Linked DNA regions of Mus musculus: regions 2, 3, 4 and 5 are each linked to region 1. The links are chromatin contacts, called in public Hi-C and promoter capture Hi-C maps. All regions are on one chromosome and are shown on one strand. Each heading gives the region's core, a stretch centred on a gene start, on an enhancer-like site or on the middle of the called end of the contact. The rest is flanking DNA. Distances are from core to core; before and after follow the strand shown.

Region 1 (5,277 bases), core at 1,602-4,101:
AAAAGTATACATTTTATTCATTCATTCCATCAGCTGAGAACTGCTACATTGTACAAATAATTATTGTACAAAAAAAATCACAAAATGTTACAAAATAAAAAAGTACAAACTGCATTACCTAATAAATACACTAAAAGTAGTTAAAGTGGCAACATGGATTTTTTTTTGATGGGGGGTGGGGTGGAAACACTGTTTGACCCAGCAAACCATACAAGTGGCTTACATTTTTACATAATACAAAGTGAATTCTATTTTGCCTTTTGGAAGAACTTTAAAACGACAGAATATTAAGACAAAAGCTTCCTGCTAAAAACAGTGTTGAAATCAAGAAGCTGTATAATGCAGGAGGCTGACCTTCTCACAAAAGTTCATAAAAGCCTTTCCTAAGTTGATGAATAAAACGAACACAATCGAGAACACCAATCTACTCTATAAACATAAGAGTACAGAATTATCATTCTGCCGTCAGCAAATAGCAGACTTCAAGTAAGGCCTGGTACTGTCATTAAAAAAAAAAAAATCGTCCCAAAGCTATCCCTTCCTTAACTTCTTCAAAATGAACCATTTCTTAAAAAAATAACATCTTCTCTCCCCCCCTCCCCAATAGGTTTTTTTCATCAAAATGGAATGGGCTAATCATCTGGTAACATAATGTGTCAATATCCATTTGAAATAATTAAGAATTGTGAAATATTCCAACAATAAACTAGTTACTAAATCACAAACTGAAATAAACTTCATAGAAAGCACTTCTCTGGATTCTGCTTAAAAGCCATTTCTCGAAATTGGAACAAGGCAATAGATGAAAGTACACCCATTTTTAAAAATGTGCAAAAATACATTTTTATAGAAAATAGACTACCAGGAATGAACAAATTCATACCGTGAGACATCAGCTTGCAAATTAAGTAGCACTCACTTTATACAGCAAATTTTAAATAGCAGTAGGCTCACCCAAAGCTATCAGGAAACATCATTCAGGTGCCCAGCAACCTGCGGCTCTGAGAGGACATTCAAAAACTGATTAAGGCATTACACCTAAAGTCAGTCTACTAGGAAAGTGAAAAGTGCCATTACCCTAATTAGAGTTCGTGTGGTTCTCCCAACACAACTGACACGCGCCATTTCCCCCAACTTGTCAGGTCCTCAGACTTTTCAAGAGCATGCATTTTGTTCAATATACATTTTGGACAGGGATATGGCCATGGACTTGGCAAGTTCTTCATCGCGTTTTTTCTGTATCTGGGTTTGCTTGCACCAATTGTCATACTCTGGGTTAGGATAGGAGTGGTCAAAAACAGCATCATAGTGTCCATTGCTGAGCCAACTGAGCCAAATACTGGGCCGTAGAGAATCCTCTGGGCCCAGATAGTGGATCATGGTAGACACGGTGGGGCTCTCCAGCCTCCCTCCAGTAGTTAAGTGTATATTCACATTCAGCATCTGCCCCATGGCCAGCAATTCGGGATATCCGGCCCACGCCCCATCTTGGGCAGCAGCGATAATAAACTCCCCCACGTCGCCCTCAATGAGTGGGCTGAAGTGGTCCAGGTGGTCCGCGATGTAGTGCACGGTCTGCTCCCTCAGCTCCCGGTGCAGGCTCTGGTCCCCGTACACAGTCTTGCTGACAGCTCGGTAGAGGCAGTTGCCGTCGGGGATGATGTGGAATCGGTACTTGTTTCTCTGCCTCAGGTACTTGTCCTGCCTCTCCACCTCGGCCAGGTACAGGGCTAGCTTCTCGTCCCTGGGATCCGCCCGGGACGTGCCTACGGCTTCGCCTTCGCCGTTCTGGGCCGGCTCGCCGCTGCTCCGAGCGGGTGCCGGAACCGGGTGAGCCTCGGCTTCGGGATCTTGCCGTCGGAGCGCGTCAGACCCGGAGGCGTCGCTGCGACCGCTCGCCCGGTCCCAACCCCGGGAACTGCGCTCCGCCCGGCGCTCTTCACCCCACGGGCCGGAGCCCGGGCCGGCGCCGGGCTCCGGGCCGACGGGGGCCGGTGCAGGGGCCCGGTGCTGGGAGGCTGCCAGGGCCTGGCGGTGCTCGCTCAGTCGGAAGTTCCTGTCCGGAGCGTCGCGGACGGCGTTCGGGGCCGCGGGCTCGTCGGGCCGGAGCAGCTCTTCCAGCAGCCAGGCAGAGGAACCGCGACGCGGCGGCGAGGGGGCTGAGGGTGGCGGCAGCAGGAGGCGCTCGGCGCCCAGGGCCCGCACGGCGATGTGCGCCGTGGACGTGAAGTGCGGCGGCAGCGGCGGCTTGCTGCACGCGCCCGGCGGGGCGGCGGCGGACCCGGACCGCTCGAAGCAGGCAGAGAAGGCGGGCATGGCAGCGGCGGCGGCGGCTTCGCGTGGTTCGGTGGCCGCGGCGGGTGGGCGCTCTCCGGTATCCGGCTCCGGGGCCGCGGCGGCGGGGCTGGCTGACTGCAAGGAGACCTTGAAGGCGGCGGCGGCGGTGGCAGGCGGGGCGGCGGCCGTGGGCCCCGGCGTGCCCGCAGGGTAATGGGTGCACACGCTGCTGTAGAGCTGCATGGCCGCGGCCGCCCGCGGCCCCTTATAGCTGCGAGCCCGGCTTGGAGACACACCCTCGGGCGCAGTGCCCCGGAGCCCGAGAATAGCGCTGAGCTCAGCGCCGCGGGCCGCCGCGTCAGGAGCCGCGAATAGCGCCCGGGCCGCGACCCAATTCGTGCTGCGCCACAGCGCGCGGGCGGTCCGAGGGCACCGGAGGGCGCGCGCTCGGCCGGGGACTCGGGCGTAGGACGCTGGCGCAGCTGTGCCCCGCGCCGGCCGCTGGGGACGGTTGGAGGAGCTGCCCGCTCAGACGAGCGCCGCCCGCCCGCAAGCAGGAGTGCAGCGCGCGGATGGTAGGAGGCGGGGCCGCGCTTGTTTACCTCAGGCCGCGCGGCCGCGTCACGTGGTCCCACAGGAATGCGCGCCCCATTCAAGCGGGGCGGCCCCGCCCTCCAGCGGAGACCTCATGGGCGTGGCCGGGGAGGGCGAGGCGGGGGCTGGACTACGGACATGCGCATTGAGTGCGCTCCCAACCTGACTACGGTTGCTGGCTGCCTGGTACCTGGGAAGCAGATCTGTGGGCTATGCGGCTGTCCTGCTGTGTGACGCTGTGGCGGGACCAGCGTTGCTGGGGCAAACAAATAGGTTGGAATAACGTTTTTCTAAAACACTTCCGGACTAGGGACTGAGCTCTACCTTCAGGGCCAATGGCATTCAACTTCTTGAGTCGTTTCCTCCAGTTAACGTGTTTGGGTCTGGTCTACACGGTCTTGCTGCCCCGCTAAGCAAAAATAGACGTTCCTGCACTGCTAACTTAAGTCACCTAGGAAATGCAAGGGCGAAAGGAAGGCTTTTCAACAGCCTTCCTTGGAATACCAAATAACATGCCGCCTTAAAGCCTTTTGAAAGTAGATCGCGACTGTTAAACTTTGAGGCAAGAGGCACACAACCTGTTTTCTGGAACAGCACAGCAAAATGAAATAACAGACTGAACTGTGCTTCCTCTGCAACGGAAAGCCAGAGTGTTATCAAATTGGTACCTACTTGCAGTAACAGTAGCTTTTGCCTTATTCTGAGTTTCAATCCAATTTTAAATTTAGTTTCCAGATATACAGATTGAATTGGAGACTACTTCTTGGTATGGAAAAACAGCCTGCAGGTTGTACTACCTGCGCGCCACCATTCTGCTTGGAACATAATTTATGCTTGTTACTAGGGTCTCTCGTTGGGGGTTCTTAGTCTCCTTAATCAAATAAATTTAAAATGTTCAAAAGGAAGCTCGGGGGGGGGGCAATTTTACTAGAGTTTGAGAGGGTAGGCAATCTGCTAATCTTGGCAGGTGGCCAGAGAAGGGAAGGGGGGGAAAAAAAAGAAAAAAAGAAAAAAAGAAAAAAAAGCCATGCCCTTTTAAGTTAGGACTGGAAAAGGCAGGCCAGCAGGTTCAGCAATGGAGTTTGGCCAGCGGTTGCTCAGGGAAGGGTTGGTGTAACCCGCCTATCAAGACTGGAATGGGTGTATACTAAACAGATATACTAACCCTGTTATTTACCCCATTGGGAAAAAAAAAAATGGACACCTCTCCCCCCACCCCCACCCCGCCTCCGTACACTGATAGGCACATATGCCTGCACACACATTAGAATTCCTCCTAGGGATCTATCTCCTGCTGGGAGGGAAAAAAAAAAAAAAACCGGCTGAATCCCTGGGGACATCCAGAGAAGAAACTTATCTTCTGGAAATGACCTTTCAGGAGAGATTTGGAGCTGAGAAAGGAATGGATTGGGGACCACATTTGCCAGTGTTTAGTTAGGCAGAGCTTTTGTTTTGTATTTGAACCTCATCCTCAGGAAACCCAACTCCAAGGCAGAATTTGTGGATTAGTAAGATCTCTGTGTCCCACTTTCCGATGTGGCCACATTGAATAAATCTCCTTTTCTTTTTCTTGTGGCTTTCTTTTCCTTCATTAATTTGGCACTTTTAGCTGCCTTACTGAAGAAGGATGGCCGAACTTGAGTTGGAACACAGTTTGTAACCCATAATTCTAGTAATAGTAGCTTTAGAGAAAAGTAAAACGGCACAGAATGTCCATAAAAGCATGCCTGGTATCTTCAAGCAAACAATGCAAAAGAGGAAATGACCCTTTTCTGAATGAGAGCTCAGAAGAGAAGGCAGGCCAGACCACAGGGCTGTTTTCCAGAGAAGGCCAGTGGCCACAAGGTGGGCAAGGTCTTCTGGGAAGGGAATGTATATTATCTTATTAAATGAATTATTATCCTCCTCGTTCTCCATTACATAGCTTAAATCTATAGTACCTCCATCCTGGGCTGAGCACAGAATGCTCGGATTCTATTCTTTTGACCAGGAGAAAGTAGCTTTGTCTTAATGTTCTTTAACAAAATATCTACCTTTTGCCTGGTAATTTAAGTCAGAAAGAGGTACTTCCCTTTGTAGGTGTTGGGAAGGTGTGCTCTGAAGTTCTGGATTCCTAATGCTTGAGTGAAACGCCATCTTGTTTTGCTTTCCTGTTATTGTCTAGCACAGTACTAGCCATGCAGTGGAACTGAGGAAACTTACTGAATGAAGGACTAGATGGCAAGTGAATTCTCAAACTCTCTCAGATGGCAGTGAAGTCAGAATTGCTATCTAGGTCTCTTGGCGTTACCCAGGGCTTTGGAGGACTCACTGGATCCTAGGGACTGTCAAATGCTCAAATGTTCCGGCCTGCTAGGTGGCTTCATCGAGGAGAAACTGAATGATTGCCTCCATAAGGAAGGCTGG
Region 2 (5,485 bases), core at 2,085-4,584, 3.1 Mb before region 1:
CAGAGTCCAAAATACAGGTACAGAATACCGAACTTATTCAGCCTTCTCAAGGGGGGAAATATTTCTTACACCCTTAGCTGAAATATATAAACCTTTCTCATGTACAGAAAAGTTTACAACTTTGCATAATGTACTATCCAACTCTGTGTATAAAGAGCATATGAAGCAAATGAATCTCATGTTCATAATGATTACCATGATATCTCGTGTATATGCAAACATTCTATCCTCCACTTCTCAAAAATCCAAAAAATGAAACTTCTGGTCTCAAGAACTTAGATAAGGGGTTTAAGTTGTTACCTGCTTAAAAAAAAATTAGGTACTACTGCCACATGGTGATCCAAAGGGAACCCAAGTTTCAAGAGAAAGAAGGAAATAGGTTTAATAACATGGTTCTTAGTGATTCAGGTTTGTAGTCAGCTCACAGGAAATGTAGTCTTGATCTGAAACTCCTGAGTCTGGACTGAGAAGTGTAAGGGCTTGGTGTGGTATTTTATCTTCCATACTGCCTCAAAATTGGAACCAGGGAACAAACTGGGTCTTGGGGCTTGAGACATTTTGAATCTCAATGGTAGCGACAGAATTTGGCTGGGAAGTAGGGACCCAACGGTGGCAGTGGTAGCTTCTATTCCCCAGCTGTCCCCAAGCCCTGCCTTCCCATCTGTTGAACTGGGAGAGGCATCAGGTCTTAGTGTTGCTCTCCTCTTTTCTCTAGGGAAGTACTATTTTTTCAGATATATTAAGATGCCTTTGAAAGTTAATTCTCTGACATAACTATTAAGCATATATACATCACTATACAACCAGTTTCCTTGCCAAATACCCTTAATGTATATTTACAATGTACATACAATATAATTCATTTATAGTGAATTCATATAATATTTGAACTTTTAAGATACTTATCATTTGGGACCAGATAATTGATATAAAACACAAATTTCATATTGAAAGGATCAATCATGTTAATTAAAAAATATTCAGTCTTGAGGCTTAATCTAACCTCATGCCACATGTCAGAGTTCAGACACAGACCTACAACATAGAATTTATTTAGCATCTCCAAGGGGCAGAAAAGGCATCCAGATACTTAGCTGCAATATACAATTTTTCTCACATACATAATTATCCAAAACATTGCATAACATTCCAATTATGTGCATAATGTCCATGCTTGTCTTATTTATTTTAGATTATTCCATTTTGAAAGTACCTAAGATCACTTATGATGTTCAATAATGTTGTAAAGGTTATAGTTTCATAGACTACAAAGCACGAATTGAATTTATTCTAAAGAATTGTAGATTTGTTAAAAGGCTTACTTATCAAAATAGGTAAAATGAAATAGAAAATGACTAGAAATAAATAGAAATAAAAAGCAACAATGCCATTTGAGAATTCAAAGTAGCACAACTCACACATTCATGGCAATGAAGTCCATAAATTGCTTACTATATAATATGAAAATATCTAGAGCTTTTTAAAAATCTGTGACATACAATGAAACTATAGTGGAGAACTATACACTCTCAGAATATAAAATTTCCAAGAAAATGTAGTGGATGCTGCAGAGCCCAGTGAGTATGTATAATTAATTACACATTTCAAAGTTGCATTTCTCAAAAACTAGTAACTCAGGATTGTTGAAATGCAATACAATGGAATGTTGGCAACTTACATAAGGACCAGAAATTACGTTGCTTTTTAAGAGGAATGTCTCAGAAACAAAACTCATCAAAAGTGTTTATATTTCAGCTTATAACAAAGTCTGTTGGCACATTCTCCTTTTCCCTCTGGAATTGAATACAAGATTGAAGCAGCATGTGATTCACCGGATTCCTTCTGAGCACTGTTAGTGTCTCCATTCTTATGTGGTATAATCTCATTTATCCCCGAGTTCCAGTGTGGTTAAAATAATGTAATTAAGTTCATCTCTGTGTGCTAGTATCCTAAAGATGTAGAGCAACAACTGGAATCTCTACCAAGTACCAGAAAGGTCACAAATATTTATAAGAATTTACAAGTTAAGTGCTAATAGTTTGAAGATGACATTACATTTGCTAGACTCTGAGTTCACTGATCAGACAGGAGACACCACCTGGAAGGACATTGGGTACAAGCGACTCTTTTTCTTATCTTCTGCTATCTTGCTAGCCAGCATTCCTCTTCAGGCCCACGTGCTCCCATTTTAGGGAGGCCCAGAAGGCAAAACCCTCGGTTTAGTATGAAAGCCAAAGTTTCTTTTCTGAAGTTTCAGTTTGGAGTCCCAGATTGGCGCACTTGCTTTTGTTCACACCATATCACTGCCGGTATGGAGGATAAACCCACAGCCTCTTGTCTGCTCAGTTTTCCCCTTTACTCGGCGTTCCCATCACAAAACTACTCTTTGAACAGAGATGCTGAGACGCTCTAGGAGAGCACATGTCACTCTGCACCTTGGTATGAAAGCTGAGAAATACATCGCCAAGGGGAATGAAGAGGTACACGTGATAAAGTCCGAGCGAGGGGCCTGTACTGGGGGTTCTAGCGGTGGTGGTGGCAGTGGTGGTGGTGGTGGTGGTGGTATACAAGAGCATTCTTGTCTTTCAATATATAAAGCATTTTCTGAATCTTCACTCCAAACTAAATTAGGAAACCCTTGTCTGGTATTCAAACTTATCCTTACCACATTTTTTACAAAGAAAAGGAGACTGAGAGGGAAAGACAGGCTTCAAAAAGCAGAACTGCAGTTAAAGTTTTAAATGAAGGGAAACACTTTGAGCTATGTGTCCTCTGACTCTCAAATGAGTCTCCTCAGACTACCACTTAATGTGAGGTGCCCTAAAATGCCTCAGGGGATGTTTTGTTTCAAGATTAGCTCAATTTAATGTGGGGTCCCTGAGACCTGGTAACATTTCTTAAGCAGAAAATCTGTTAAAACAAAACGCAGTGGGGAGAAGAGGGAGCCACAGGTCAAGAGCACAAGAGGTGCCCAGGGGACCTGAAGCTTCCTGGCTGCCAGGGGAAGGGGGGGGGGGCGTGTTCACGTGGCCGGTGCGTGGACCTGTGCCACAACTGTTGTCTCCCCCACCCCCATAGGACACGCAGTGTGGCAGCCTGAGTACCCCAAACCCGTGCGCAGGACTAGGGTGCCGCTTACCTTGACTGCTGGGAGGAGGGTGCGAGGGGGGCTTGCAGAGATGCGAGGAGGCTGTGCAGAGATGCGCGGGGCTGAGCCAGAGATGGGCCGGGTTGAGCCTAAGTGCACCGGAATGAGCAGAGATGAGTGGTTGGCGCCTCTGGGCTGGACCGGCCTCGAGGCGAGGACGTGGGCTCAGGGAGGAGGAAGTGCTTTGAGCCCTGCCCACCCGGCGGCGCAGACTCTCGGCTTTGCACGGAGGTGCTAGCTAGCAAAGCCCTGGAGGAGAATAGACAGACACCAAGCCCCGCCTAAAGGGCTCCGCAAGTTTAGCAAGTTCGGGTTGTTTTTTCCAAACCCTGTCCACCCCTGGAAGAAAACACTTCCTGCCCTAAGGTCAGAGAAAGCCTTCTCTCATCTGTGTGGGTCTTGTGTTCTTTGTAAGAGTCTGAGACTAACGCCCAGATGCTAGTCTGAAGGGTTAGTGCTCAAGGGGTGCTCAGGACTAAAAGTCTCAGATTAGCTGAGAAACTCCCTACAAGAGAGTTCACCAGTCAGTAACACCTGCAGGCAGTTAGTTCCCAAGGAGATCTAAATATCAACCTACGTTGGTTACAATTTTGAGACTTGAGCGGAACAGATGTAAGTTCCCTTTTCTGCCCCACAAAACCGTCAAGCTCCCTGAGCATCTGCGCAGCCTCCACTTCCCCCAAGACTGCCTCCTTTCACTGTTTTAATAAAAGGACCCTCTGCTTCTGTTGAGGCCTGTCTTCCGTTTATTTTCACATCGTGTGGATCAATCCCAATCTATTAAGTTCCACAAAGGGTAAAGGGGCCAGCTTATTTTGCAACAGCCTTCTATGTCTTTACCTCAACCCTCGCTGCACTTCCTCAATCTGCCATTGTCTAAGACTTCCTGGACCAGCCCAGAAGGGGACGTTCCAGTTAGGGTGGACAGAGAAGTGGTGCAGTGTGATGGCCTTTGTGCCAGAGTAGATCTTTCCCTGGGTGGAGGTAAAGGAAGGGCTCAGCAGGTGTCTGTTCTCAGTGGAGACTACTCTGATGATGGGCTGTGGTCCCTCCAACATCTTTATTTTTTAAAGTCAGAGTGTAATTGTCACACTGGCTGTCCTCGAACTTACAATGTATATCAGGCTGGCTTCGAACATATAGAGATCCTCCTGCCTCTCATGTGCCACCAAGATCACTTTCTGGTTTTGTTCTTATGATTTTGTTTGTTCATAGCTTGTATATCACAAGATTGACTGGGACTCACTCTGAGAGAAAGTGTTTAGGGAGATCTGAAAATACAGCCACTAAAATCAATTATGATTTTAAATGATGATTGAGTTAATTTCTCTTCCTCTACACAGCTGTGTCTTTAAGGGTTCACTGTAAGGCAAAATGGTGGAGACATGAAGATATAAATTAGACATATAATTAATTTCAGATAGTTCCAGTACTCAATGGGAGACTATATATAGTTTGTCTAAGAAGAACATAAACAGCAGTAACAGAAAGGATTGCTGCTTTGCTGGATGGCACACCCTACTCCACAGAAAACAGCTAATACACTGCATAGTCAACATGCTGAGAAAGAATAAAAGGTGACGGTATAAAGTAATGGTTATGCTGATAGGGCTTCTATGTCAATTGGAGTTGTGGAAAAAGATCAACCTTATGACCAGCATTTGAGTCGGACCTAAATGAAAGGAGCCATCCAATGATGTTAGGAGTTTTACACAAGAATATCCTAGAAAGAAAGGTTGATACCTCTAAAGTCTTCATTTAGGACAGCCCTTGAAGAGCCTGGAAAAACATCAAGGAAACTAGTAACAGTATGGCCTTGGGTGGCGAGAAGAGAATGGAAAAGAGACGAGGTTATGAAGGACACGATGACAAGATGGTTGTAGAGGCTGATGTAGTGAGGTGGGATGCCATTGAGAGCAACAGAAAGCAAAAACAAGCAACAGGATGGAGAGCGATTCTCCCGAAGAGAAAAGATGGTCAGAGAGTTCTGATGATAAGGACCAGTCATTCAGAAGCTCGAAAAGCATCCCAAGAGATGATCAATGGGGTGTGTTGAGCCAAGAGCAGAAAGATAAGATGTCAGGGTTGCAGTAGGGTGAAAGAGGCAGGCAGAGGTAGAGGATGAGGGGAGAATGTGAGCAAGAGCCGGATTAAGTAGGACCTGTGGTCAGTCAGAGGACTTCGGGTTGTACTGTAATAATAATGGACAGATAGTAGTAGGAATATAACAACTGGGTACGTTCTTTGATTTATTCTAGAAGTCATCATACGGTTTAAGGAACACTTAGAAAAGCAGTTGAGTGGGAGGAAGAGGAGAGAGAAGAGAGGGATGGAGGG
Region 3 (5,062 bases), core at 274-2,773, 3.4 Mb before region 1:
AGAAAAGTAACGAATGCAGTCCTTCTCGATGAACACCTGTGGAGGGCCCAGATCTTGGCTGTTGAGAACAGCAATAAACACAGATGTGCATGTATCTCTGTGGTATGTAAACATACAGTCCTTTGGGCATATACCAGGAAGTGGTGGGGCTGAATCATATGTTAGTTAGCTCTATTTTTAGCTTTTTGAGGAACTTCCACCCTGGTTTCCATTGTGGCTGAACTAATTTACATTTCTGGTACCAGTGTCTAAGATTTGCCATTCCCCATGTCTTTGTCAATATTTATTGTCATTGTTTTCAACAACAATTTCCAAAAGTTTGCTGAGTACTGTTGTTACTTCAAAAATTGTGATTCTCAGTGAGTCCCAGAGAGGACTGGAAATATAGGTCTGTAAATAATATTTAAATTTAGGCAACTCTTTTCATAGCCTATTATTTCAAAATAATTTAATAGTTCTGGTGATATGACAGCTTGAAATACTGTCAAAGACCCTTTGAGACATTTGCAGAGCAAGTGATAAGAAATAAGAACAAAACAATTTTGTACAATGCAAGACAAAAACTCCTCCTCCTCCTCCTCCTTCTTTCTTATTTTTTCCTCTTCTTCTGTAGTTTCTCCTCCTCCTCCTCCTCCTCCTCCTCCTCCTGGTTTTTCAAGACAGGGTTTCTCTGTGTAGCCCTGGCTGTCCTGGTACTCACTTTGTAGACCAGGCTGGCCTCGAACTCAGAAATCCCCCTGTCTCTGCCTCCCAAATGCTGGGATTAAAGGCGTGTGCCACCACCATCCGGCTTTCTTTCAATTCTTTTTTTTTTTTTTAAAGATTTATTTATTTATTATATGTAAGTACACTGTAGCTGTCCTCAGACACTCCAGAAGAGTGGCATCAGATTTCGTTACGGATGGTTGTGAGCCACCATGTGGTTGCTGGGATTTGAACTCGGGACCTTTGGAAGAGCAGTCACTGCTCTTAACCACTGAGCCATCTCGCCAGCTCCCTCTTTCAATTCTTTAGGGTACAAATTATCCTTGCTTCATTTGTTTCTGCAATATCAAGCACTACTGCATGATGTACATCTGAGAATTGATAGTTTTCAGGGTTTTAAATGAATTGGGGCATAAGTTAAGAAGGCAAAGTCTCTCTTACAAAATTGAGGAAGTCAGGATTCAGATTTCTATTTTTAATCGTTATCTGATTGGATGCCTTTGACTTACTGACTTTCCTAAGTAAGTTCTGCCAATTTTCAATGTTCTCATAGGAAAAATTTCGTTGTCTAGATCAACTTGTGGCGCCATCTTCTGGGGCCTTAAGAAGACTCTCAAGATTTAAAACTGTATTGGTTTTTTTAAAGTCTTCCTAGTTTTTGGAAGTTCCTTAGACGCATGCGCGGCCTAGCCAGGAAGAAACTACAATTCCCAGAAAGCATTGCTATAGTGGATGGGTGGGGGACTCCCGTTGTCATGGGGGAAATGATTCTCGCGAGAAAGTGAGCCTGTGGCGGCTGTGCGTCCTGGGTGGAGGGGGTGGGGGGGAGGAGGCGGGGAGAGTAAGGAGGAAGAGGAGGAGGTGCAGTCCCACAATACCCGGCGGAGGGAGGGTGGGTGGTTGGCGTCTGGTCTGTGCGGAGCTCGGGTCCCCGGCGGACTCAGCTTCCTCTGTCTCTTTAATGCGAGAGGAAGCGATGCGGAGGGGTGGAAAATGGCAGAGCTGCAGATGTTACTAGAGGAGGAGATCCCGTCTGGCAAGAGGGCGCTGATAGAGAGTTACCAGAACCTGACCCGGGTGGCGGACTACTGTGAAAACAACTATATACAGGTGAGGAGCTTGAGCGGCCGGCGGGGGCGGCTGGGACGACAGGCAGGCTGGGCGCCGTGGGGACTGCCCTACTCCGCCACCCTCCGCCCCAGCCCGAGCGGCGGCCGCCGCGGCGATACAGGAAGTGGCCGCCTTGAGAAAATGGGTGAGGAGCAGGGCCGCCGCGGGCGCCGCTGACCCGATGCCGCTCCCCGCAGCCTGCCCGGGGCCGCCTGTGCTCCCCACAGCCTGCCCGGGCGTTGCTCCCTAAAGCCTACCCCGGCCGAGCTCTGCTTCTCGCCGTCTGCCCGGCCCAGCTGTGCTCCCCACCACCTGCCCTGGCTGAGGTCTGCGCCTAAACCCCGCCGCTTTCCCCGCCAGGGATCTGTTTCCTGCAGCCTTCCCAGGCCGGGACGTGCTCCCGGCAGTCTTTCCTTCCCGGTCTCCGCTCACTGCAGGCCGCTCTTCTTAGTCGGGCTGTATTCAGCTTTGCCTCTTTTGGCTGCGGTTGGTTCCTAAGACCCCCCACAGCCTTCCCTGGCTGGGGTCGGTCCTGGCTGAGGTCCCCCTGGAAATCCCGCAGCCTCCCTTGGTCTCCTTGGAGCTCAGACTTCGCTGTCGCCCCCATGTCCGGTGTGATGAGCCTAGGACTGGGACAGCTGCGAGAGGAATGGGCAGGGAAGGAAAAGTGGGGTGTGTGTGTGTCGTTGGAGGGTGGGGTGAGGGTGATTATGTCAGTTCATCCTAGAGGGTGTGCCTTTTATTTATTTAAAAAAATTGTCACGAGTCACATTTGTACAGACCTCCTAATCGAGTGCGGAGAGTGACTGCTGAGGGTGTGATAAAATCCATATTAAAATTCTTTTAATTGAAGGAAAAATGCGTGCTTGGCGATTTTCAAGTTGGGCTTTTCCTCTTCCACCTCCTCATATTTACTTCCGCTTTAGCATAATGTATACTCGTTATTATAAAGCACGAATGATTCATAGGGAAATTCAGTGGGAAATCTGTTAAATACTTTTCTTCCTCTAAATGTTCTTGGACTGTTGGCCTTGAACGCAGTAGTGTTATCGTGGTTGCTTATGTTCTGAGATTTCTTTCTATACTGAGTTAATACATAGAAGAATATGAATAAAGTAGATTAGCAAACATTATGTAGTCTTTAAGTCATAACATAGAATTGCTCCTTAATTTATCAGGAAATTCTTGGCACTTTTACTATGCCATGCTTGCTTGTGTTTATCAGCGATTGTAAGTGAATTGTATGTAGTAGTTTGACTTGTCCCTATGGTTGAGTAAAAATTAACAGTTTTCACTAGAAGCAAATACAGTAGTGGAATTCTTTGTATCAGATAATGAGAATAGAAATTCATTTCTTGTTGATAAGGCAAAACCAGAACAGTCTTTGAAAAATAAGGAATATTGTACTTTGGACCTGCAGTATTTCTTAAAGTGCCTTTCATGTGATTATCATTTTCAAGAGCGGCTAATTTCTGTTCTAGCAGATTCCTGTAGATTTTGTTTTCAGAAGGAGATGCTGTCTTGAGACTTGTCTGAGTATTTGTCATTTTCCATATTAGTAACATTCTATCTGGAGTGGTACTCCAAGGAGTTTGTCTTCCTACTCTCGTTTCCAGCCTTTGACTTTGGTAATCTACTCATAAACTTGTTGAATGCTTCCTGTGTCTTCTGTATAACTTGGTTTTGAAAACTATATGGCTGTTTAAAAACACATTTTAAGCAGCAGAAGGGCTGCCTTAACCACTGTTAAGAGCAGTTGGTGCTTTTGCAGAGGACTCGGGTTCAGTTCCCAGCGCCCTCATAGTGGTTCACAGCCATCCTTATCCTAGGGGGTCCGTGTCCTCTTCTGACACCTGTGGGCACCAAACACACATTCAGTACACATACACACATACACACATGCATACACATAGGTACGATGAGTGAGTTTAAACCTATTTCAAAATCATACAGAAATGTGGATATAGTGTGGAAATAGAAAGGTGATCTTGTATTTTATAGATACTAAAAAATGTACATCTTTTATTTATTTTAGTATGAAAAACCTTGGGTTTGTTGCATCTTTGGTTCCCAGCACTTGTATGAGGCAGGTTACAACTACCTCTAACTCCAGCTTCAGGGGATCTAACACCCTATTCTGGATGTATGGGGTCCTGCACTCAGGAGTGCATGGACACATCCACAAACAATTAAAAAGTGGATAGACACACAATTTAAAGCAACCCACTTTAATTGGTAATAGTGCTGATTAGGATAAGTAGTTGTGCTATTTGTTTTTCTTTGTGTGTAAAGTTTGCGTTTGTTTTCAGACACAATCTCATTCTAGACCAGGCTGCTGACTTTCTATCCTCTTGTCAGCTTCCAGGTGCCATGCAGCTGCCATACCCAGCTGAGGTGGGAAAGGGTTTTTATGGGGGGTGAGATGGGGGACAGGGTCTTATTATGCCATCTTGGCTGGTCTGGAGCTTATTACATAGACTAGGCTGGGTGACAGAGATCTCTCTTCTCTGTCTCATCTACTGAGATTAAACATGAATCACCATGCCTGAGGAGAAAAATTGTCATACTTACTGTGAGACGATTGCTGTGTGTTTTACCATGATAATTATTTTGTTGTTTTCTTATGTTTGGAAAATTCAGCCCTGTTTGCTGAGAAGTTATTTTGGCTAGTTCTTGGGCTTTGGGCCCTGCTGAGTTTAGTACTTAAACTGAGTTATTAAATGCAGATCTTATTGAAAGCTTCTTCAGCTCCTTAAAAAGAATGGAGTTTTAAAGTTATGGGGTGAGGCTGGAGAAACAGCCACACCAGAAGAGGGTCCCATTACAGATGGTTGTGAGCCACCATGTGGTTGCTGGGTATTGAACTCAGGAACTCTGGAAGAGCAGTCTGTGCTCTTAACCGCTGAGCCATCTTGCCAGCCCTATTTTTATTGTTTTAAATCATATGTATATATGCGTGCTTCTGCTGGGCATATGCACATGAATGCAGGTGCCTACACAAGCCAGTGGCATCAGATCTCCCTGGAGCTGGAGTTACAGTTGGTTATGAGCCTCCTGATATGGGGGCTGGGAATCCAATTTGTGTCCTTTGGAAGAGCAGTCTGCACACTTAACTGCTTAGCTCAGAGAAAAGCCAGCTCTAAAGTACAAACCTACCTGCTCTTCTGTTTGCAGCTTAGAACTTGGAATGTATTTTCAAAAGAATGGTTGCTGGAGCTGTCAGGTTCCCATACTGGTCCAACAGGTC
Region 4 (5,261 bases), core at 454-2,953, 3.5 Mb before region 1:
GCTGCCAAATCCTAATCCTCTTGACCCTCTCACCAAGTCTGGAATTAGAGGTGCCACACTAGACAAAGCAATTTCTTTTCCATAATTACTGAATGCCTTTCCTGTGTCAGAGCAACAGCATCCTTAAATCTACAACACTTACACTTTTGCCCTTTCATATTCTCCACACAAGAAGCCAGAGCAAGCCTCCAAATGACAACCTGGTCACAGAAATCAAATGAATCGAACTCTGTAACTGCCTCAAGGCTTCTCTCCAACCTCCCTTTAGCCACTCTGTTCTTGCCACATGGGCCTGACTTTTGTTCCTCACAGGATTTTATATTTATATTTTTCTGTCTGCCTGAAATTCCCGTTTATTTATTTATTTATTTACTTATGGTTTTTCGAGACAGGGTTTCTCTGTGTAGCCCTGACTGTCCTGGAACTTACTTTGTAGACCAAGCTGGCCTTGAACTCAGAGATCCGCCTGCCTCTGCCTCCCAAGTGCTGGAATTAAAGGCGTGCGCCACCACGCCCGGCGAAATATCCGTTTATTGTTCATCTTTATTTCCAGTGACTAGGAGAAATCTACATTTGCTTGGTTCGCTTGCTGCCTAAGTAGCAGCTAAGCAATTCCTTTCTCCATTAGTCTACCAATTCCATAGGAACACAAAAAGAGGCAGGTAGTAAGATGTAACGAACATTTGGGGGGGCAGTCTTTTGAGACAAGTCTCACTATGTAACATCTCTAGATTCTCTGCCTGCCTCCCAAGGAATAATCCTCAAGACAAGTTGATGGTGCATCTGGTGTGATGGTGGTGGGAGCCATGATCCCAACACTTAGGAGGCCAGCCTGGACATAATAAGGACTAGGACAGCAAAGATAGACAATGAAACCTCGCCTCAAAAAATAAAATATAATTAATTAATTAATTAAACATTGTTAACACCTTCCCCCCCAAAAAGAAAACAAATTTTAATGAAACAAGGAAAAATTAACATAATTTGGGTCCTGATTTTTTAAAAAATGTTTAAAATTTAATTGCAAGAATCTAATGATTCAAAAATGTGCACAAGTTAATTCTACCCAGAAAGAAAGAAATTGTGATGCTATTCGAATTATTAGAGTATGTTTGAACTAAATTCGGCTTGAAAGGAAAAAAGGGTAATCAGAAATAGATGGATGGAAAGAACACTGTCTTCTTTACCTTTCTCGCAGATTTCACAAATCCCCATCTCAGACTGTCCAACCCTAAACAGTCCCTGAATTGTCAACAGAAATTCTGTGCAAGCCAGTGGATACGCTATGTGATGTTCACCACGGTTAGTGTCAGGTCATAGTCTCAGCACTGTCCCCTGATCTCCTTTTCAGCCTGCGACTCAAACAGGGTTCGTCGCTTCCCTCACTAATTTTGCTTCAGAAACACCGATTCTACTACAGCATCCGGGGAAAAGTCGCAAAAGGGACGCAGGAAAACGCCTGAATGCTGGGCTCACCTGAGGCTGCACAGTGCTCGACAGGGAGAACATCTCCGGGCCCTCGAGATCTTACCGGCCAGCCGAAACTGCTTCTTAGCTTCAGCTCCGAGGAAAGGGGCTGAGCCCTTTTATTTTCTCTTTATTTCTCTTTGCTTTTCTCCCAGTTTCTCCCTTACTCCTCCCAGAAACGAAAAAATGGCTTCCCCTCCCGACAGCTGCTACGACGACATCTGCCCCGGAAGACCATAGGTACAGTGCTTCCGGAGCAAGCCTCCGCGTTCACCCCGCCCCCGCCCGTCAGCGCTCCGCCTCTTCCGGGGACTCTGTCACTTTGGGGTGGTTTTTCGAGGTTCCTATCACCACCTCCACAATAAATTGGATGTTCTTCTAGTCGCTCCTACTCTGTTTCTGAATTCAGTACGCGGTCAAACGCACTTAACGCTCACCCAGGCTCTCCACATTCTGTGGCTTCGCTAGCTTCCACACATCATCCCTAGCCATTGCTTTACTTAACAGTCGGCCTGGCTTCTAGCTCATGCGGAGGGAGGGAGAACTGCAGATCTTGACTGAGACTCGGAAGGACCCCACCAGACTACATAAAGTCTTAGTCCCTTGCTCATTGGCCAGAATGCACTGCCTCGTCACAAAAACAGCCCGTGTATCCGCGGCTGAGCCCCGCCCAGCGCCCCTTCCGGCAGCGCCGCCGGCTCCGCCTAGCGCTCCGCAGACTGCGCCCAGCAGTGCCGCCGGCCCCCACCCGTCGATGCCTGCTTACAGGGAGCCGGCAGAGCGCAGACGCGCGGTGACGTCACGGGAGGCGTCCGGCGTAGGCGAAACCTTTTGAATCTAGCTGGCGGGAGTTGCTGCTGCAGGGCGAGCTGTGCAGCAATGGAGTCCGCCTCGGCAAGTGAGGAGAATGAAGGAGGTGCGGCGATAGAGGAGTGCGTGAGTAGGATCCCGGTACCAAGACCACCCTCCATTGAGGAGTTCACCATAGTGAAGCCCATTAGCCGTGGTGCATTCGGGAAAGTGTACCTGGGACAGAAAGGCGGCAAGTTGTACGCAGTGAAGGTAGGCAGTCAGAAGCGAGAAGGTCTTAAATGGTCCTCCCTCGCGGACCTCCCTTTTGAGTTGTTGAACAAACTCTGGAGCTGCTGTACCACTAGCCTGGAATGCCCGGCTTACAGAAGCCTGCACAGTCCTGCTTGTTGACTGTGGGCGTTTAGGCAGACTGCAGTGAGCAGGTGTCTGTCCTTTCCCTTGCCCTGCCCTTCTCTGTATACTGAGAATCATTAACCCAGTGAAAATAGCAAAACTTACCCAACTGTGCCCTGGCCATTGTTAACAAATGAGAAAACTGCGACTGAAGGCAGAGGCTTGAAGCCACACCCATGACTCCTGAGTCATGTTTCAAATCAAAACGGCCTTAAGTACTTGTTGGTTATGTTTTCCTTGTTTGACATACATAATAGCCGAAATCTTGCTATCACAAACAAGATTGGTTTGTAGACAGTTCAAATCTCACTCTTACCAAAAGGAAGCTGCATTATATTCGAATTTTCTGTGACACAATTTATATTGTGAAAGTTTTTAATTGTAGTATTATTTATTTAAAGTATCACCGGGATTGTGAGTTTGTTTTGCTTTTTTACTAACTTGAGCTTCACCTGGATTAACTTCGGTACTTTGATTACGTTTGTAATGGTCACTTTCCGATGATGCTTTAATTCCAGCTCTTTGATAAGCAGGAGCAAGTGATGCAAAACCAAAATTTTTGCTTCTCAAGATTTCCATCGTGATACGTAAGCTGTAAGTTCATTTATTATAGAGCAAGTAGAAAGAAATGTGTCCTAAATCAAGCGTTTCTTATCTATATGTGATCGTAAAAACAGTCAGTGTTCACTTAAAATTGTTCTGTCCACCCTAGCTTCTCATTACTACTTTGTAATGAGAACATTACATTGTAAACATGACAAAGGAGGCTACTGGCTGGCTCAGATTCCTGGTACCCAGTGCTTGGAGACTAGCACACAGTTAAGATAAGCAGCCCCTTCACCTGACTACCTAAATGACCTCTTCCTTTGCTTCTTTCCCTTTAATAGTACCAATGTCACCTCTACCCTTCAGGCTAGAAACTTGAGTTGCCCTTATATATTTCATCAATACACCACATACCCTTTGTTCCTGTTGTCCCTCTGGAAAAAAATGTTTTGTTTTTGTTTTGTTTTGCTTTTTTCATTCACAAGTGGATTTCTCCCCACTTACTTGTTCAGTGATGACTTTTGTAAATTAAATAGTATTGAAAACCAGTTTTAGGGGCTGGTGAGATGGCTCAGTGGTTAAGAGCGCCGACTGCTCTTCCAAAGGTCCTGAGTTCAAATCCCAGCAACCACATGGTGGCTCACAACCAGCCTAAACGAAATCTGATGCCCTCTTCTGGAGTGTCTGAAGACAGCTACAGTGTACTTACATATAATAAATAAATGAATTTTTTAAAAAAAAAAAACAGTTTTAAGGAATAGTTCCATAGCCCAAAAAATTACCTTTTTGCCTATTCACAGTACCTCTTCCCTTAATATGTCAGCAGGTAACTACTATCCCTCTTCTCTCTGTTTTCTGTCTCTCTTTGACAGTCCCAAATAGCCTCAGACATATGATGGAACTGAGCATGACAAGCCTTAAATTACTGATACGTATGGCTCCATCCCCTAAGTGAAGCGACTACAGGCATGTACCAACAAGCCCTATGTACCAACTCACCTTCTATCTCTGCAAGATTGCCTTTTCTGGATAGTTCACATAAATGGAATCATACAATGTATGGTCTTTGATGTCTTCTTCTTCTTCTCTTCCTCTTCCTCTCCTTCCTCTTCCTCCTCCTCCTCCTCCTCCTTTTTCATTTGCCTGGTGGTTTGAGGCTCATCGGCTTGAATTTCTGTACTTAGTTGGTTGGAGTAGTTTCCTAACTAGAATCATTAACTTTACTTTAATCCATTCTTTAGGTTGCAGTTTGCAGGCCAAAATCCAGGGTCCTTAAAAATTCAGTCAGATTCCCAATTTTTGGCCCTTGATCTCTACTTTATCTTCCACCTAACCTATATTAAAGCAACATCCAGGCAACTAACTGGTCCCTCAAAGCCATGACTTATTTCCACACCTCAGGACTTAAGTTTATCCTGCTTCCTTCTTAACTGCTTTTGTTCTACCTTTCTAGGCTTTTCAGCCATTGTTTTGTTTTGAGGTTTACTTAATTCCCGGGAAACCTTCTCTGATTTTCCAAACTCAACTCACTGAAATTGTTACTTTGTATGTTGCTGAGATATTTGCTTTTCCTTCTCTTAACACCTCAAGCAGTCATTAATTATTGATACGAAAACACCAGTTAATCTCTCCTGAAAATATTTTGGGTACCTTGGCATGGTACCACCTCATAAGCTTCATAGAGCTTCTGCCAGTGAGATGATAGGTAGAATCATGTTGTTGGCTTGATTTGTTAATCTCTCTTCATTGCTGGGAGAGAGAGACCTGGGGCTTTACCGCTGTTAGGTTAGTGGTCTACCGCTGATCTACATCCCTAGTCTTTCCCTTGGTTTTCATAAGGAAAGGAGGTAAAGCTAAAATGTGTCATGTATTTATCATTTTATTAAATACTTTAATGAGTGCCTTTTTCTTATGGTAGTAATAAACATTCCAGTATTTTTTATTGTTCTTTATGAGTTTCTCATCATGCATGCCAATCCCATATTCCTCTCCCCATCCCTTTATACCCACCTTCCATCATTGCACCAACCCTCCAAAAGAAA
Region 5 (5,376 bases), core at 2,571-5,070, 4.6 Mb after region 1:
TGCCATTTTTACTCTAGGAACAAAATGAAGGGAAAGCAGTAAGACAATTAGAGCAAACTGGCTCCACAGAACCAAATTTTAATATCACACTAATGAAAACTCAGTGGAGAACAAACCGAAGGTCCGAAGCACTGCTATGCAGGGAGGAAAAAAGAGGCATGTAACTGTCTCCTCCTCCTGTCAGAGGGATAGATGATCATGGCTCAAATTCCCAGCGAGCTGTATGATAAAGTAGAATGCATATGTTACTGTGGTACAGCACTTTATGCTGAATAAAATAAAGCCAAGACCTAGCACGTGGAATAAAAACATTTTGCCAGATACTGTGAATAAAGCAGTGAATAAAAAAAGTTCACACCTCAAGGAGATTATTTCTACTGAGTGAGTCAAATGACCAAGAAATTTACAATACAACTATAAACAGAGATAAGCATTACCCAGATACCAGCAATTACACAGAGAGTTGGTACTAGGGCAAAAGCTGCTCCTGGGCATCTATGGAAAAAACGACTCTACCTAGTGAGTCTGGATCGGAAATCTGAAGGAAATCAAGGACGGACTTTTCAAAAGTAGGGAACAAACACACTCTAGGGGACAGGGCACAGGTTTTGTTGGATGCCTAGGAAATCAGCAAAAGCCTTGAATTAAGAGCAGAATTAGTCCAAAGGAAACGATTAAGACAACAGCCAGCAGGCAAAGTTATACTCATCAACAGCTGAGAGGGCCCCAGGGGACAACAAAAAATCTGCTGTGAGGAAGAAATGATTTAGGTGCCAGAATAAATAAGTTGCTGATTTTTGGTTGTGAAAATGAACTACAATTAAAGCTTTATGTCATCTGTCCTTCTGTCGAAGAGAAAAGCTGACCGATAGTGTATACAGTCACAACAAAGAGAGATAAAGACCAGGCCAATGCAAGGTAGAGAACTTTTAAAAATCAAGTTTAAAAAAAAAAAGGAAAAAATAAGAAATCTTGGAAGCGTTAAGAGGAGAGCCAAAACACGCAGTCCCCATATAGGCAAGCAAGTATTCTATAAGAACACATGGTGCCGGGCATTGGTGGCGCATGACTTTAGTCCCAGCACTCAGGAGGCAGAGGCAGGTGGATTTCTGACTTCGAGGCCAGCCTGGTCTACAGAGTGAGTTCCAGGACAGCCAGGGCTACACAGAGAAACCCTGTTTCGAGAAAACAAAAACAAAAAAAAACAACAAGAACAAAAACAAAAAAAAGAACACACGGACAACCATAGGTTAGCTCCACCTGTGATAATTTATCAGCCTTCTATTACAAAATGAAAGACTACAAAGTTCCATTAGACAATGCAGAGCTTTGTAACTTATCCCCAGGAAGATATCACACATAAAAGGATGCTTAGAGCTCTTTAAAAAACTGAGGCAAGAGTGAGGACATACTGAATGACAGATAAGGGAAAGAGCCTGTAGGTTGCTGTCAGTTCTCTGACAACCATCACCCCACTGGCTTCCAGACCACCTCACTCTCACTTAACAGGTAGAGTGAAGACTTGGACATATTATTCCAATGCTAACTCTACCTGGGCACCATTGAATAACTGAAATGAGCAATGGTGAGAAAGATGCCAACACTGGTACTTAATTTGTTGCTACAGAAAACAAAAATTCCAGACTATTGTATGAGTCCGATCTCATTATTCCCCATCAGGAAAATACCTAATGACCAAACCCTTCATGGGTCCCTACTGCTTACTGCCTTGGTCAGCATGTAAGAAAGACCCTTGGTGATCTAATTTCCTGGTTACTTCTGCAATCTCATCAAACAAACAGTAATTAAACCATGTTCAATTTCTTTAAGTGTATCCAACGTACCTCTTTTCAAGCAGCAGTTCATCTGCCTACACCAATATGCCGGATTCTACTCTGTCTACATTCAACCCAAACTCCTATTCCTCATTGAGTCTGTGTACACCTTACCCTGAAAGGCTTCTGCAAACCACCTGAGAAGGATCACTCCCTGGCACCATCAGTCCACACTTACAAATGTCTGCACATTTCGGCAAACAATTTCCTACACTAACTCTTGAGTGTTCTATGAGCACAGATTCTGTTCTGGATCTCTGTAGCTAACTGGGTCTAATCTGAAGGACTGGTTTTCCCACTAGAAGAAATTAATCATGAGCACAGAGAACACAGTGATACAAGCACCTGTCTCTACATTTCAGCAGGAAAGATAAAGAAATTCTAAGATGGCTCTAGAAAAACCAAACAATTATGTAAAGGCAGGCACAGGGCACATGAAGGCTTCCATCATCTTCAATGACTGCCCTTTTCATCTCCCCAGCCCCATTCCAGTCTGAATACGGAATCCTCTAATGAACAGGGATAGCAGCAATAACCTACTATAAAGGGAGAACCAACACTCTGATCATTTTTATTGCTAAGGTGTGTGTGTGGGGGGGGGGGGGTTGATAAAAGGTAATATTGCGTAATTCATTTTTATTTACACAAATTTAATTGTGTAATCAATATATATTTAATTATATGTTGAAATTGTTCTTGACATAGTACTTTTACAATCATTAGAAAATGTTAAGTTGCTGAAAAATAGTGCATGACATTACTGAGAAACATCGCCGGGAGCTTCAGTTTGGACACTCCAAAGTCACTTAAAAGGGAGTATTTATCTGTGGTACTTGCATACACACACATGTGCCAGTGTGCTTGCATGTATTCATAAGCTTGAAAGGGGCTTTTTAAAAATCAGCGTTCAGAACAAGTGAATTAATGCCATTCAAAATGATTTCACGGTTTAAATCCACAAAACAAAGGACCTTAATAATGGCAAAGACTTGGTACCTTCATAAAAACAAAAGTAGTTTATAAATCATGCCCTACAAAATGAAACAAATGGGAACAAAATTTGGTCTTAATACTCAGAAACCATTCTGTTACAAGAAAGACGAAGACTTTATCATTGGACCCCTTTCTGTCTAGTAGTGACTCTTCTCAAGACAGCATTGCTTATTCTGCCTCGGAACAGGTTTTACAACTTCTAGGTAATTCATGACCTGTTCTAGAATAATTACGGCCACGTAACATCTTACACATAACCGAGAGCATTTAGATTTTTTTTTTCACGCCTACGGGGAGGAGGGGAAGCTGTGTGTATGTGTAAAAATTTCAGAAACCCGTGCACCTGAATACTCACTCATTCTAAGTCTTGACGAACAGAAATCAGAGCCAAGTCAGACAACGTGAAGGTGCATTGGCATAGACAAGAGGAAGGTAAACAGTGCAAAACTCCTGTTTCGTGTTAAACAAACGGAAAGTTTTGGGTTCTCGGGGAGACACTTTCTTGGGGCTAATCAGACCTAAAAGATGGTTCGCTGAGACCGGAAAGGCCCGCAAACAGATTGCAGGAATATGTTTTCACCTTGGTTGGCTAAAAGCTGCACACGCGTGGGATTCCTGGCCATCGGGTGCGTCCCCTGCCCGGGCTCCGGGTCCCCAGATCCGAGTTCTACCCCGAACCCTATCCAGATCTCAATCTGGACTTGCCAGCGCCGCGTCCACCCTCCCGCCGGCCTCACCTTGGTTACAAAAAAGGCTCCACAGTTTAGCGAAGATCAGCCCCATCATGAGCCCCGGACGGGACAGACTTCCTGGGCAGCACTCGGCGGCAGGTGCCGCGGCGCCCGCGGTGGAACCGAGGGGAAGCCGATCCGGAGCCGCGGAGCCTCAAGAGTCCAGCGAAGCTTTGGTCCTCCGCGGAGCCGGGAACCGCCGCAGACTCCTTTGTTCGCAGCGCGCTGAGCCCAGCCCCGACCCGTAGTCGCTCGGTCTGCGCCCACCTACCCTGCACAGCCTGGGCTGGCCACGAGCCCCGCCCCCGCCCCGCCTCCCCACCTACGCCCGGGACCACCCATCGCCGGAAGGTCGGCACGTGACGTCGGCGCGCTGACGTCAGCGGGCGCCTGGGACGTGGCGGGTCCTCCCTGTACACTTCCGGTGTGCGGATGGTGGGCGGGCTTGGCGTCTGCGGAGGCGGGGTGTGGCCGATCTGGGGATTTCCTCGGCGCGCGCTCCCTCTCCTGCCACTCTGAAGAAACGCGGACTGAGGTCCAGAGCAGCGGTCATCCCCGAGGCCTGGCCACCGCGTCCCTCGCTGCTGACCGCCTGAGGAACCTCAGCTGGCGCGGTCCTCTGACTGAAGCGGAGGAGTGGGTTTCCGTTCCTGTCCCAGTGTTGGGATTCTAGCGTGATTCTTAATTCTGAATGGAATTGATAGGGACGTGCGTGCTGGAATGCCTGTAGCCAGGGTCCAGTTAAGTTTCTAAAATCAAAGTGCCATCAGTTTGGCCAAGCGTTAGGTGTGGTAGTTAATCTCAAAATCCTTACCAGTTGAAACTGGAAACTTCATAGGCCAGACTAGTCCTTGAGGCCACCTGGCGGGCCCCACATAACCAGAGAAGAAGCCTGCCAGCCTGACCTTGTAACAAGGTAAACTGTCCCATGACCTATTCCAAATAAAACAAATGAGTATAGCTTAAGATGCCCTGCTAGTGGCCGGGCGTGGTGGCGCACACCTTTAATCCCAGCACTCGGGAGGCAGAAGCACGCGGATTTCTTGAATTCAAGGCCAGCCTGTTCTACAGAGTGAGTTCCAGGACAGCCAGGGCTACACAGAGAAACCCTGTCTCGAAAAACAAAACAAACAAAAAAAAGATGCCCTGCTAGTGCTACACTTCAAAGGACAGTGAAGACTTGAAAACTCGGGTACAAGATCACAACAACTTCTTGATACTAAACCATAGCTCCAGCCTCTCCTACAGAGGAAAAGTTGTACTGATCCTGTTCAAACATAGCTTTAATGATCATCCGTTGGACTACAAATTTGAATGAGTTTGTGGTTGCGCAAACTTATCATTTCTACTTTTGGCCTCATTATTAAAAAGCCGACTTAAGATTCTCTAACGCCCTTTTCAGGTTAGAATTTAGAAATTTGAAAGTTTTGCTAACCTGAAGGAAAAGAAACTTACTCTGACTGAAACAAATGATAGATGCTCACAAATACAGTTGAATATTGCCTAAACTAATAAATGCTGATGCATGTACTGATGTTAGGAAAAAATGGAACTTGTTTATACTGTACATGTGTATTGACTATATATGTATGTATATATATAATACATTATATATACATATATATGTAATGCTTGTCAGAAATGTAATGAAAATAGAAAAATCTGAGCATAAGCGTCTTAAATGTAGCTCAAAAACTAAATACTTTTTCTTTAAATATCCCTTTAAGGTTTTGTTGAGACTAATTTCAGTGTTGCCTTTGGTATACAAGAGGTAATATTGATGTGTATCATGGTGCCACTTGAAAATGAATATAGTT

What was found. Promoter capture Hi-C pulls out the DNA fragments that hold promoters and counts their contacts. Hi-C and Micro-C count contacts between places; a contact is called where the count stands out from the background.
Region 2: a contact with region 1 is called in a promoter capture Hi-C map of pre-B cells. The contact joins the promoter of Apbb1ip here to the promoter of Otud1 in region 1. A contact is called at or near these places in 1 of 39 promoter capture datasets (pre-B cells) and 1 of 484 Hi-C or Micro-C datasets (B cells).
Region 3: a promoter capture Hi-C map of cranial neural crest shows a contact between it and region 1. The contact joins the promoter of Abi1 here to the promoter of Otud1 in region 1.
Region 4: a contact with region 1 is called in a Hi-C map of uterus, with 7 times the contacts expected there. The contact joins the promoter of Yme1l1 here to the promoter of Otud1 in region 1. A contact is called at or near these places in 1 of 39 promoter capture datasets (pre-B cells) and 1 of 484 Hi-C or Micro-C datasets (uterus).
Region 5: a promoter capture Hi-C map of pre-B cells shows a contact between it and region 1, with 4 times the contacts expected there. The contact joins the promoter of Arl5b here to the promoter of Otud1 in region 1. A contact is called at or near these places in 3 of 39 promoter capture datasets (cranial neural crest, liver and pre-B cells) and 3 of 484 Hi-C or Micro-C datasets (CD4 T cells, muscle stem cells and olfactory sensory neurons).

The regions. Positions count from the first base shown.
Region 1 is chr2:19,655,305-19,660,581 of GRCm38.p6, reverse strand. It overlaps Otud1 (OTU domain containing 1), which reads right to left and starts at 2,851. Exons shown (of 1, transcript NM_027715.2): 1 at 1-2,851. The coding sequence starts at 2,520. The coding sequence ends at 1,156. It overlaps Gm3230 (predicted gene 3230), which reads left to right and starts at 2,685. Exons shown (of 1, transcript NR_033642.1): 1 at 2,685-4,776.
Region 2 is chr2:22,772,176-22,777,660 of GRCm38.p6, reverse strand. It overlaps Apbb1ip (amyloid beta (A4) precursor protein-binding, family B, member 1 interacting protein), which reads right to left and starts at 3,334. Exons shown (of 14, transcript NM_019456.2): 1 at 3,140-3,334.
Region 3 is chr2:23,036,702-23,041,763 of GRCm38.p6, reverse strand. It overlaps Abi1 (abl-interactor 1), which reads left to right and starts at 1,523. Exons shown (of 11, transcript NM_001077190.3): 1 at 1,523-1,815. The coding sequence starts at 1,699.
Region 4 is chr2:23,152,947-23,158,207 of GRCm38.p6, reverse strand. Yme1l1 (YME1-like 1 (S. cerevisiae)) reads right to left here and starts at 1,703. Exons shown (of 19, transcript NM_013771.5): 1 at 1,477-1,703. The coding sequence starts at 1,509. Mastl (microtubule associated serine/threonine kinase-like) reads left to right here and starts at 2,184. Exons shown (of 12, transcript NM_025979.4): 1 at 2,184-2,529. The coding sequence starts at 2,347.
Region 5 is chr2:15,053,764-15,059,139 of GRCm38.p6, reverse strand. Arl5b (ADP-ribosylation factor-like 5B) reads right to left here and starts at 3,820. Exons shown (of 6, transcript NM_029466.5): 1 at 3,566-3,820. The coding sequence starts at 3,611. It also overlaps a transcript of Nsun6 not described here.